Regions from separate parts of the Arabidopsis thaliana genome. Here region 2 is linked to region 1. The links are chromatin contacts, called in public capture Hi-C maps. All regions are on one chromosome and are shown on one strand. The core of a region is the stretch at or near the end of the contact, and the rest is flanking DNA. Distances in the headings are between cores, read along the strand shown.

Region 1 (5,750 bases), core at 3,174-5,673:
AAATTGAATCACATGAGTCGATTTTGACCCACATTATCTATCTGCTTGTAGGTTCTAATAAATGGGTTACAGCACTTTGTGCCAACAAAAGTGAAGCCAAAGTTACAGATAGTCGAAACATTTATCAAGGTAAGCAAAACAGAAACTCATATGTAAGTGCAGACTCAAAAACAGAAACGTTTGTTACGGCTTAAACCAAAATCATCACTCCTCTTTGCAGGCGTACTATCTGCCAGAGACGGAATATGTTCACTGGGCAAGGGCTCATCCGGTAAACAAACAAATCTTTTTCTTTCTGGTCTCGCATAATCCAAACTGATATATTTTACTGAGTTGATAGAAATGTATAAACATGGGTTGTAAAATATACAGGAATATACAAAAGCACAGGTCGTTGGACTGGTGAATTTAGTAGCCACCATGAAAGGTTGGAAAAGGAAAACGCGGCTGGAAGTTATCGAGAAGATCGAATCAGCGTCTATGTAGATCAATCTTAGAAGCTTCTGGCAGCTTCGCGACATCAAGTAATACTCTGGTCTTCTTCTGTCTGTTCTTACTTTTGCATTTGTATCGAGTAATGTAAATTTGAGGATAGGCCCCCCTTCTTGGTAGTTTTACCTGTTATTACTTATAAGTTTGTCTAAAAGATCCTCCTGAAGTTGTATATTCTTGAAGATTGTAACACACAATTTGTCCTCCATTTAATTACTTGATTAATGTCTTAAATATTTGTTATATCAGATTCTCACTTGGATTTACCAAATTAACTGAACTATAGCTCGGCTTTACTTTTTGTTGTTACCATTTTTATGAGTTGTAGATATCAACATTTTTTTTCTGTTTTAATCTCATAATGGCAATTACAGTAAAAGAATAAAAGAGCAATAGTGATAAATAAACAAAAGCATGTGTAGGTAGTTTCACTGTAGACTCTTTTATTATTATTTTTAACGTTTGAGTAATAAAATCAATCAGATGTGAAAGGAGTCATATTGTGATGTGAGAGTTTGGAAGAAAGAATGGGTCAAAGTTGTGGTGACTTGGTTATCTCTCCAACCATTTTTAATGCTACACATGGCTCATCTACTGGTACCTGTTTTTTCCAAACAAAAAAACAAACATTAGTTTTGTTTTTTTGATAAATCATTCACCATATTCTCCATTAAAAGCATAAGTCACACTGTCTGATTTTTGCTTTATTATGTTGCGTGTAAGGGTTTTTAACAGTTGCATATTGAATGTGATAAAGGAATCATAAAGATTCAGATAGTGTCAAAGTATTAAAGAGAGTCGACAATTTGTTTTGATATAAAGAAAATGCAGGAAAAAAAAGACAGAGAGAAAGCATGAAACAGACACAAAAGAGACTTGTGCTTTCGTTTAATAGATTCATCACGTATCTCTCACGTTATTCAATAAATATCTATGCAATATTTCACTGTATGGCAATATTTGTGATGGCTGTGCAAGAAGTATTTATGACATATGTGAATAAATAATTATTAAAAATGAATAGAAGTTACTAAAGGATAAAAATTGAGAGTGTACTTACAAAATGACCAGCACCAAGAATCCAATAAAAATGGAGATTTTTGTATGATTTGGTAAAGCCTCTTGTTGCTCTGTCACTTTCGCAGAATAATGGCTCTCTTTCCATTTTCTTGAATTCTTCTAGCCCCTCCCACCTTACACATAATCATCATCATTATCATGTAATGACAAATTTATATACCAACAACCTATCTTTTTTATAATTAATACCAACAATATTCGTTGAGTGATTTAATATTGTTCTCTATTTATTACAATAGTGTGCCTATATTCAGTAAGTATTTTGGATTCTATTTTCATAATGAGGATACACTATATTCTTATTTATAGAATGATGATGTAATGTAATGTAACTAAACTTAGAAAAAGTAGATTGGTCTTACCTGAGTTTGTGAACCCATGCTTCAGTTCCACTTGTTGAACAGATAACATCAAGCTGCGTATATAAACCACATGTCAATTTATCTCATTCTTTAGATTCATATTTCAAGTTGCAATTATGCAAATGATTTCTTATCTTTCATATTAATCAACTATATAATTTGTTTTCTTATAAATAATGATGGTCTTACTTGTCCATTATAGATGGTCACATCTACCCCCGTGGCAAGAAGCTCATCGACCTGCCAAAAAAAAACAATTTATTTTGTATTAACGAATCAAACTAATTTAAATAGTTTTTTTTTATAATTAAACTAATTTAAACGGTTTATATATTTTTTTAAAAAGAATTATTACGTCTTCAATTACGGGTTTCATAAAAGCAGCCTCCATTGCTGTAAACACATCATCCGAATTGTTTCCCCATCTGTTAATTTTTACAAAACCAAAATATAACACATTTAACAACTAAACTTTGATTATATTAAAGTTTGATACTATAAAAGAGTAAGAGGTTACTTACATGAGGTCGTTGGGAATAATCTTGAGCTTCTTCTTAATAACGCCATTCATTAATTTATCAAGGTCTCCTTCAACATCTTCTACGTCACTTAAACTTCTCATATCATTTAAATATCTTGAATACTTTTTTATTTTCTCTTCCTTTTTGATTTTTAGACTCGTTGTGAGCGAGACAGGGTCCATACCAGTATCCAATAGAAAATTGTAAAAATCCTACATTAAAACCAACATGTAAAATACTCACTTTATCATCAAATCTTTATAATTGTACATACTAATGGATTTAAAAATAAGAGGAGAAATAATTTACGACGAAATTGGATTTGGAACTAATCAAGTTTTCGAGGTCCATCCATGTTTGCGTCGCTCCAACGTATTCACCATTTTTAATTTGTGTTTTAATCTTCTCTGCTAAGCTGCTCCAAAAAAAAGTAAACTATATAGATTAGAGAGGTAAATTAATTACGTATTAGAAAAATTGATTTTGTATTAAGATAAAGACCTATTAGAGCTATCCAAGCCATTGTCATCAAGCCTAGAGACATGCTTGAGAAGAGGTCCCCATGAAAACTGTAACAATTAATCAATAAAAATCATATGAATATAATTTAATCACAAATAAATAAGAGTAACATGTTTTAAAAAAATGATGAAACTCACCACAAAATCTTCAGGGGATATCCAACTATCTCCCAAAATCACTCCTAATCACACATATTATAAAATAGAATTATTTGTCTACTACATTATTAGTTTCATTTTATTCAGAGAAAAAAAGAAAATAAAGAAAGCACGTAATCCCTTTACCTCCAAGATGAAGCTTCAATTTGCCAGATTGAACTGCGTCAATAACCGATAAACCGAGCTTAACCGCGATTTTGCCACCATAAGATTCAGCAACAATGAAGAGAGGGCTTTGGTTTAAAGTCTGGTTTTTGTTGAAGAGTTGTTGCAACAGTTTGGTCAAATCTTGTGCTGCTTCTTCATCACTTTTCACATACAAATCCTTTTGATTGCCCTCCACGAAACTGTACCCTGCCCCAACTGGACTATCCTTTATTTTCAAGAAAAATATATATATAATCGATTAAAAACTTAACATATGTGAGTAAGCTTAAAGACTGATCAAATTAGATACCACGTAAAAGTAATTAATTACACACTTTTGAAAACAAAATTTTGTTTTACTCTATATCAAAGAAGAATGATAGTATTATTGTTTTTTTTTTGTTAATAATAATATTGGTGGAAATAAAAGTAAACATGAAAACGAAAAAAATACCACAAACAAAAGATCGGCTTTCTTCAACCAAGTTGAGTTTCTGGGCTTGAGAAATGTGTCTAATGGTCCAACCTCCTGAAAATTCCCTATACCAACCCCTGAAGCTCCCTGTTTCATCAAAACCAAATAATTGAAAACATTAATGATCAATAAACAACAAATGTGTAAAAAGACGAATAAGATGTAAAATAAAAGAAGATAAAAACTTACAGGTCCACCTTGGAGCCAGAGGATGATAGGCCATGGCTTGGAAGGATTTTCAACTCTATATGGACTTTTATAATGCCACCAAAACATGTGTGCTTCTATTTTCACGATTTTGATTTAGAAAAAAGAGTCAAAACAAAACCCATTTAGTCATATCTAACATAAACCAATTGATTTCTTGAAAATTTTGGTAGAAGAAAGAGAGATAAAGAACGTACTTGGTCTAACTTCGACGTATCCCCAAGCTTCGGATCCATCGGAGTTAATTTTTCTTACATGTTTGGTTTCTCCATTGGTACATGAAACAATGAGACATAGAATCACCAGATAAACAACTGTTGTCTTCATTCAGACGATTCTTTGTGGATCAATTTTCCTATCTTGTGATTGTGGGAGAGGGAGAGAGAAAAGAAAATTTGAGAGGGATAAAGACACTATAGGAAGCAATATATTATGGAGTGTCAAGTCATTAAGTCAATGCTATTGGTTCAACCTTATTTGGTATATATATACTATATATTATATAATGAAAATTCACTAGTAAAGATAGAATGTCAGCTAAATTCTTACTGTAATTATTAACCAAAAAGTAAAAGAAATATTTTCTTCCATAAGAGAACATTAATATTTTTGTTTTGTTTTTCTGACAGCAATAGGTTGTGATATTTTTGGATAATTTTTTTTGTAGCACAAAATTTTGGTCATCCACATTCTGTTCTTGTTTCTTGGCTTCGTAGATTGATTGCTAGATCGTAGATAAACGTGTACGACGGAATAAAGTATTGTGGTCATGAAAAATATCGGTATGGTTATTTCCGATGAACCTCCACCACTCAAGGAAAAATGGATTCATTCGATTTGAGGGAAACAGAAGAACATCACGTAAATTATGTTATTTATTGTTTTTGAGCGAGTGTTGTTTTAGATTATTACTTTTCTTAAGACGAAACTAGGTTTGATTAGCCTTTTTTGTCTATGAAGTGTAGATTGCTACTTATAGTGTTCTGCCTAGTGTCTATACTGGATTTTGGATATCGGGCCTGAGTTTATGGGTGGATATTTACTTGTTGATCTTTTGCAAGACAGCAAGAGCAACGTAGTAGTAAAAACAATCTCCTTGGTTTGCTTCTTAGATGATGCGGCCGGCACGAATGCAACTATGACACCAAAAAAGTGGTTTCCACTCATTGATTACGAATAGATTCATGCGTAAGTCCGTTATCCTTTTTAATAAATACCGTAACTGAATTTATTCTCAAATAGTAAGAGATGATAAAGCAATTTGATATTTAGCTATTCGGGGAATTAACGTAAGGTCGATGCAACAACTACTCCACATGTTGGCTATCAGTATTGCGTCACTTTCTTGAGCTAAAAAACAGATAAGAGGAAAATAAAATTTCAAAAAAGTACATCTGAATATTCAGGCAATTTAATATCTTAACTCATACGTACATGGCCAAACTTAGCTTTCATGTCAGAAGTTTGATAAAAGTTTTCAATTCCAAGATAGTATATCTATTCACACAAAACATTCCGATTTTAAATTATGTTGTTACTAAATAATAATAATAATAACGACGCAACTATAATTAATTAGGCTAACTATAACCATATTTGTTTTATAAAAACAAATTAAAAAAAAAATTAAGTTAGCATACGAAAAAGGTGACAGGCCAAAACACATTCAAACCCATCTGAATTCACATTTTCTATATTTTTTATAACAAATAATTTTCTTGCATGTTTTATACACAAAGAAATTGACATCTTATGTTTCTTTTTGTATAAAATAGCATGTCAATTT
Region 2 (5,250 bases), core at 618-3,117, 52 kb after region 1:
TGGGTTCTCCAGGATGAAATTGAAAAGGGAGATGCATTTCCAGGATTTGATATCTGGGTCTGATAAAATACGGCGAAGAGTGGAGAGATTGAGATCGGAGAGTGGTGTTTCCGGTGAAGCAAGAGTTTGGTTTATAGAGGAAGAATTGAGGAGAAGCTTGTAGATTGAGAATGTATAAGTTTGTTTAGCTGTCTTCAGGGTTTTCAAGAAGCATTGCGGAGTCATCGAATCGTCTCGTCGGCGGCTTTGGCTCACTCACCACTCCGTTCATCAGAACTGGAAATTTGAACCGGCCGCTACAAAAGTGGCAAGATGTTCGGTTTTCTAATATGAGAACGGCATGATTTGTTTATCACCTTCATGTCTCCGAACATTTTATTTATTATCTAAGTTATAGGCTTATTATAGCTTAAGAAAAAATGGCTTATTATAGGCAATCTCATATGGACCTCTTGGAAGAGATCTCCATGTACAAAGACATTGTTCGACATACATCTGATCTACTGACCAATCACTTCTCGCTATAAAGAATAATTCCCATTTTAGCTACTAGAACAAATGTATCTCCATAATCAACACATTCAGTCTGTCGGTTTCTGAGTGCCACGAGTCTGGGTTTGTATATCTCACTCTATGGTTCCATGAGATCAGTATTTTACTATAATATATTCATTTGCACACAATTGCCTTTTTTTCTTTCGGGGCAAAGTTTCAAGATTCCATGTATGATTGTCTTCTAAAGCATCAATTTCAGTTCCCATTATGTTTCTTCTCATCTTGTAACCAATAGCTTGCTGAAACATTTTTGGTTATGTTAACATTATGTTATGTATCACATATATATATATAAGACATATATATATATATATATATATATATATATATATATATTTTACACACATGTTACTTAATATACTATATTACACACATTTTCTTATTGTTAGTTCATAAACATAATACACATTACTGTCATGTTTTGTTTATTGTTTTGATAAAACTGACTGTCATGTTATGTTTCAGTTTAAACGAAGAAGCGTATATATCAATTTAATCTTATGTAATAGTTATTGAATATGCATCCATTTTACAATGTTTTAACAAAAGAAATATAATTTTACAATGTTTCAACCGAGAAATCATACTTTATTGTTAAAAAGAAAAAATGACATTTTGAAATCATATATATATACATTTTGTAATGCCCACTCATTGGATTCCGCTAGTTGGTGCTACTGAAATATTGATAAGGCATATGCGTGAATAAATGTTAAAAGTGGATAATAATTTCCTCTTATTTTTCGTTAACGTTTTCATAACTCTACTTCTGAATTTGGGTCGACCTATCTTATCTATTATCCACATGTATGTGATGTGTACGTCAGTACGTATTAAGAATATATATTACTTTGTGTCATATATATTACTTTAATCATTTCAACATAATCCAAATGTATATTAAAAAATATTGTGGGAGCTATAAATAGAAAGAGAAACAATCACATAATAATTAGAAAATTCTGAGTGAGAAAGACAATAAAAAAAAGTTTGTAGTCAGAGAAATATTTGTTTTTCTATATCAAAGGTAAACTGTCTCGTCAATTCTTTTGATAAGGGTAAAAATGTGACATTGAATTGCTATATTGGTAGAGCAAACTTGTTGAATTCGGTAAAAACAATTTGTAAATATATCACTTTCAAAAATTGCTCGGCATACAAAATACTTGAAAGAAGATATCGTCTAAAGCTATAAATAGTAAACTGAGCCAAATTAGTAAGACAAACACATTAAAAGCTTGAAGTTTGAGAAAATTGGGAATAATAGATACGACTATAAAGAAATGGTCCTCACATACTCAGCGTTGCGTTTGATTTCAATGCTAATGGACCACACACATATATTCATCCCCTCGAGCTAATATTACCATCTCATTTTGTCAGATCCATTATACGCAAAGATTCTAATGTATTTATGTTTTGTTTTGCATTTATATATAAAAGCGATGAAACAGCAAACTAGCTATTTCGATAAATACGAAGATAATCATAACACAAAATATTTACACATAAAATTCTTCCGATTAAAACATATCGAGTCCATTTAGGGACCCAAATTGGTAAATATATTAGCCAAAAGAGAGAACAATAAGCGATAATTAATAGAATGTTTAGAGATAAGAGATAACAAAGATGAATAGTGGTACTACTTATGTGATTAGCAATATAGCTGCAAGTTGGAGTGAAGACATATTATATTAATTGAGGTACTTATTTTCGTAAAACAACAATTTCATTTGGCAATACTGAAAAATATATCCAAAAATATACGTGATTGACGGACATATCAAAGATATCATCATGATGTGAAAATAGCTGCCAACTTGCTATATTGGTACTGATAGAATGATTTGGCTTCCACTTATGGACGAAGTCTAGGTCATCCAAGGCATTGCTCAAAACCATTCGATTCATAGTGGAAGCTATGATAAAAAAAAAAAGATTTATTTCTACAATGACTAATGGAAAGTAATTTAGACACACACATCTCCATAACATAGAAAACATTACTAAACACACATATAACAAGATGTACTACAAGACATAATAACCAAAAATAATACTAATATTTATAGAATTTGTTTTGGAAACAAGTTTGGGAGGTTGTGCTCATAAACAAAACATGAAACTCATAACTGTGAATAGGTTTTGTTCACAGTCTGAGTATATATGATGCTATAGATTTATTGTTCCCTTATAACAGAATAAAGAGAAAAAGAGAGTATATATTCTTCATTGTTTCAATATCAGTTATAAGGACGAAATCTAAATATGTAAATAGAGGGGACACAAATAGGTTGGACTGAATATGCCTAGCCTACAATGTGTGTAAGGTCCACCCAACAAGTTCTTGATTGATTCTCAATTTGAATGTAATAGCCAACATGAACCAACAAAACAAAGAACTGACAGTGTGTCTTGAAAACCTTTTCTTTGCTAGACAACAATAGTTCCATATAGACCTGTTATATATATTATCTCAACTTCCATATATAATATCCTTTTTTGTTTCTAACAAAACAAAACTATATTGTGTTGTTTTGGAAATGCAAGGTGGGATTGGCAACATAAGAAATAAGGCATATATATTAGTTACCTTAAGTAGATCTCTCTTACCTTACTGATCTTGATGTTGTGACTCTTGTTCACTTATTGAAATAGAAGCTTGTGGATCTATTAATGTCTTGATAAAGACTGCCAAAAACCTGAGATCAAATGCTCAATGTTATCACATGAAACAAGATACCCACAAAAGTTCTTTGTCAGATCTTTATGTATAACAAATAAAAATAAACGGGAGGATATGTTAACATAAAGGTGAAAAAAAAAAACTTCAAGTAGAAACAAACCTACCTGAAGAAGATCTGGATGGAATCCAAATAATCTATACAGAGGGAGAGAGAGAGAGAGGGAAAGAATAGTCGTTGATTGCCGATGCAGCATCATCAAGATTCTCATTTTCATAGAGAACTTTGTGGAGAGTGAATCACCACCGTCCATCAACAGATGTGAATCTTGATGATGCCACAGCAGCCAACAACGACCGTGGCTCCGGAAATTAGTCTTCCATTTTTGTTTAACAATCTTCTTGTAGTAATCTTTTGTCTCTCAAACTCAAACTCAAACTCAAACTCAAACCCAAACTCAAACTTTGAGTGACTTACTACTTAACAAATATCATCTATATGGTACTTAACCTTCTTAATTTATAGACACTAGAAACTCGTACCTTCATATATATAATATATAAATATGTATATACAAACATGGCGGAATAGTCGAGATGACTTGTTTTGATTGAAGGAATTTTGAAGTAACTAAGATGTCAAATTTAATCTCGTATACTTAGTTGGAACCTAACCATCTCCAAACCAGAAGAAAAAAGTGAAAAAGAATTGAAACCCTAAAAGATAAAGATGGCAGAGGGGAAGCAAAAACAGATGATCGAATAACATCTGAACTTCTTAATATATACTGCTAAAATAGTAAAACGAGACAAACCCACAAATTTCTATTTTTGATTTGAAAAAAGCTTAAGTATGACGTATTTATAACATATTACCAGATCTTGGAAGCCATATATTAACCAGAGAAAGACCTGGTGAGATCTAGAACACAGATGAGAGAGAGAGAGAGAGAGAGATGTGTTTGTCTAAATATATATGCACAGTAAGAGATGTGACTGTGTAATAATATATATGTTGATTTATTTGGTATCATATATACATATGTTGAATTTTTGTTACTAAATGTTAATATATGCATAAATATTTTATGAAGAGAGTTTGATTGGCAGAAGTTGAGTTATGGTAAAGAGAGTTGGGACAAATGGAGTTAGGAGCTGCCATCTTGGAGTCCACCTCGTGAAGGAATATCTCACTTTCCCACTTCACATGTGTAAACTTCTTCTTATTTGCGCAACTATTATTGGATCTATGCCCCTTATAAAAAAAAAGAACAAAAAGAATAGCAATTTGAAGTAGCTAAAGTTTTAACAGTTCAGTGAAATTAAATAACATTTGGTGGTAAGCTTTAAGCCTTTAACAGTGTAGTGAAAATAATTTAGTGATTACAACTTAAAAACGTAGAGAAACTTAAAGATAAACGGTAAGACGAATTAAAAAGAGAGTGGCAAAACAAAGAGTAATAATTTAGTAATTCGTTTAGTTGAATTGAATCTATTTAGGTTAAGAAGAAAAACATTGCCAAATTGTCTTGGGAAAAGAATATGTACTTTTCTGCCCTGAGTTCAATTCTCACTAGAAACAAAGTTATGGTATTTTTGGTAAGCAATAATGGCACAGTATTGATTTCATGGACTGTATTTTGGTAAGTCAATTAAATTCACTTTAAAATTACTCGGATTTTTCTGTGATTCCGGAATGTTGTTGTGTTAGCATGGTCTTTGCAAAACAAGTTGAACCTTGCATTACTCCGGTGTCGTCGATGCATTGCAATTAGATATATATATATATATATATATATATATATGTATATATATATATATATATCCAAAAATAGATGGGATAGTAAAATATATAGATTCAAGGAATTATCTGAATGTTGTTTTTAATATATACAAAAAATTGATTGTTGACACATATTGAGATCCAAGACGGCATAAATACTATGTGTACACATATGAATACTACGACAGGACGTAATTAATCATCTCTCAAAGAAATTTGAACCCGG

What was found. Capture Hi-C pulls out chosen DNA fragments and counts their contacts.
Region 2: a capture Hi-C map of root shows a contact between it and region 1, with 2.9 times the contacts expected there. The contact joins the promoter of AT2G08215 here to the promoter of SCPL51 in region 1. A contact is called at or near these places in 2 of 26 Hi-C or Micro-C datasets (root and vegetative nucleus) and 1 of 3 other capture datasets (root).

What each region holds. Positions count from the first base shown.
Region 1 is chr2:11,884,753-11,890,502 of TAIR10.1, forward strand. SCPL51 (serine carboxypeptidase-like 51) reads right to left here and starts at 4,424. Exons shown (of 13, transcript NM_128351.3): 1 at 4,162-4,424; 2 at 3,947-4,041; 3 at 3,737-3,844; 4 at 3,262-3,508; 5 at 3,115-3,158; 6 at 2,957-3,024; 7 at 2,765-2,870; 8 at 2,456-2,667; 9 at 2,290-2,359; 10 at 2,124-2,174; 11 at 1,935-1,987; 12 at 1,553-1,685; 13 at 819-1,093. The coding sequence starts at 4,291. The coding sequence ends at 1,025. AT2G27900 (coiled-coil protein) reads left to right here. Exons shown (of 26, transcript NM_001036356.1): 23 at 52-129; 24 at 221-271; 25 at 373-524; 26 at 976-1,261. The coding sequence ends at 486.
Region 2 is chr2:11,939,429-11,944,678 of TAIR10.1, forward strand. It overlaps AT2G08215 (a long non-coding RNA gene), which reads left to right and starts at 1,868. Exons shown (of 1, transcript NR_140299.1): 1 at 1,868-2,105. It overlaps AT2G28050 (Pentatricopeptide repeat (PPR) superfamily protein), which reads right to left and starts at 225. Exons shown (of 1, transcript NM_128364.2): 1 at 1-225. The coding sequence starts at 225. It overlaps MIR172a (a microRNA gene), which reads right to left and starts at 3,587; the gene lies at 3,486-3,587. It also overlaps the pseudogene AT2G28053.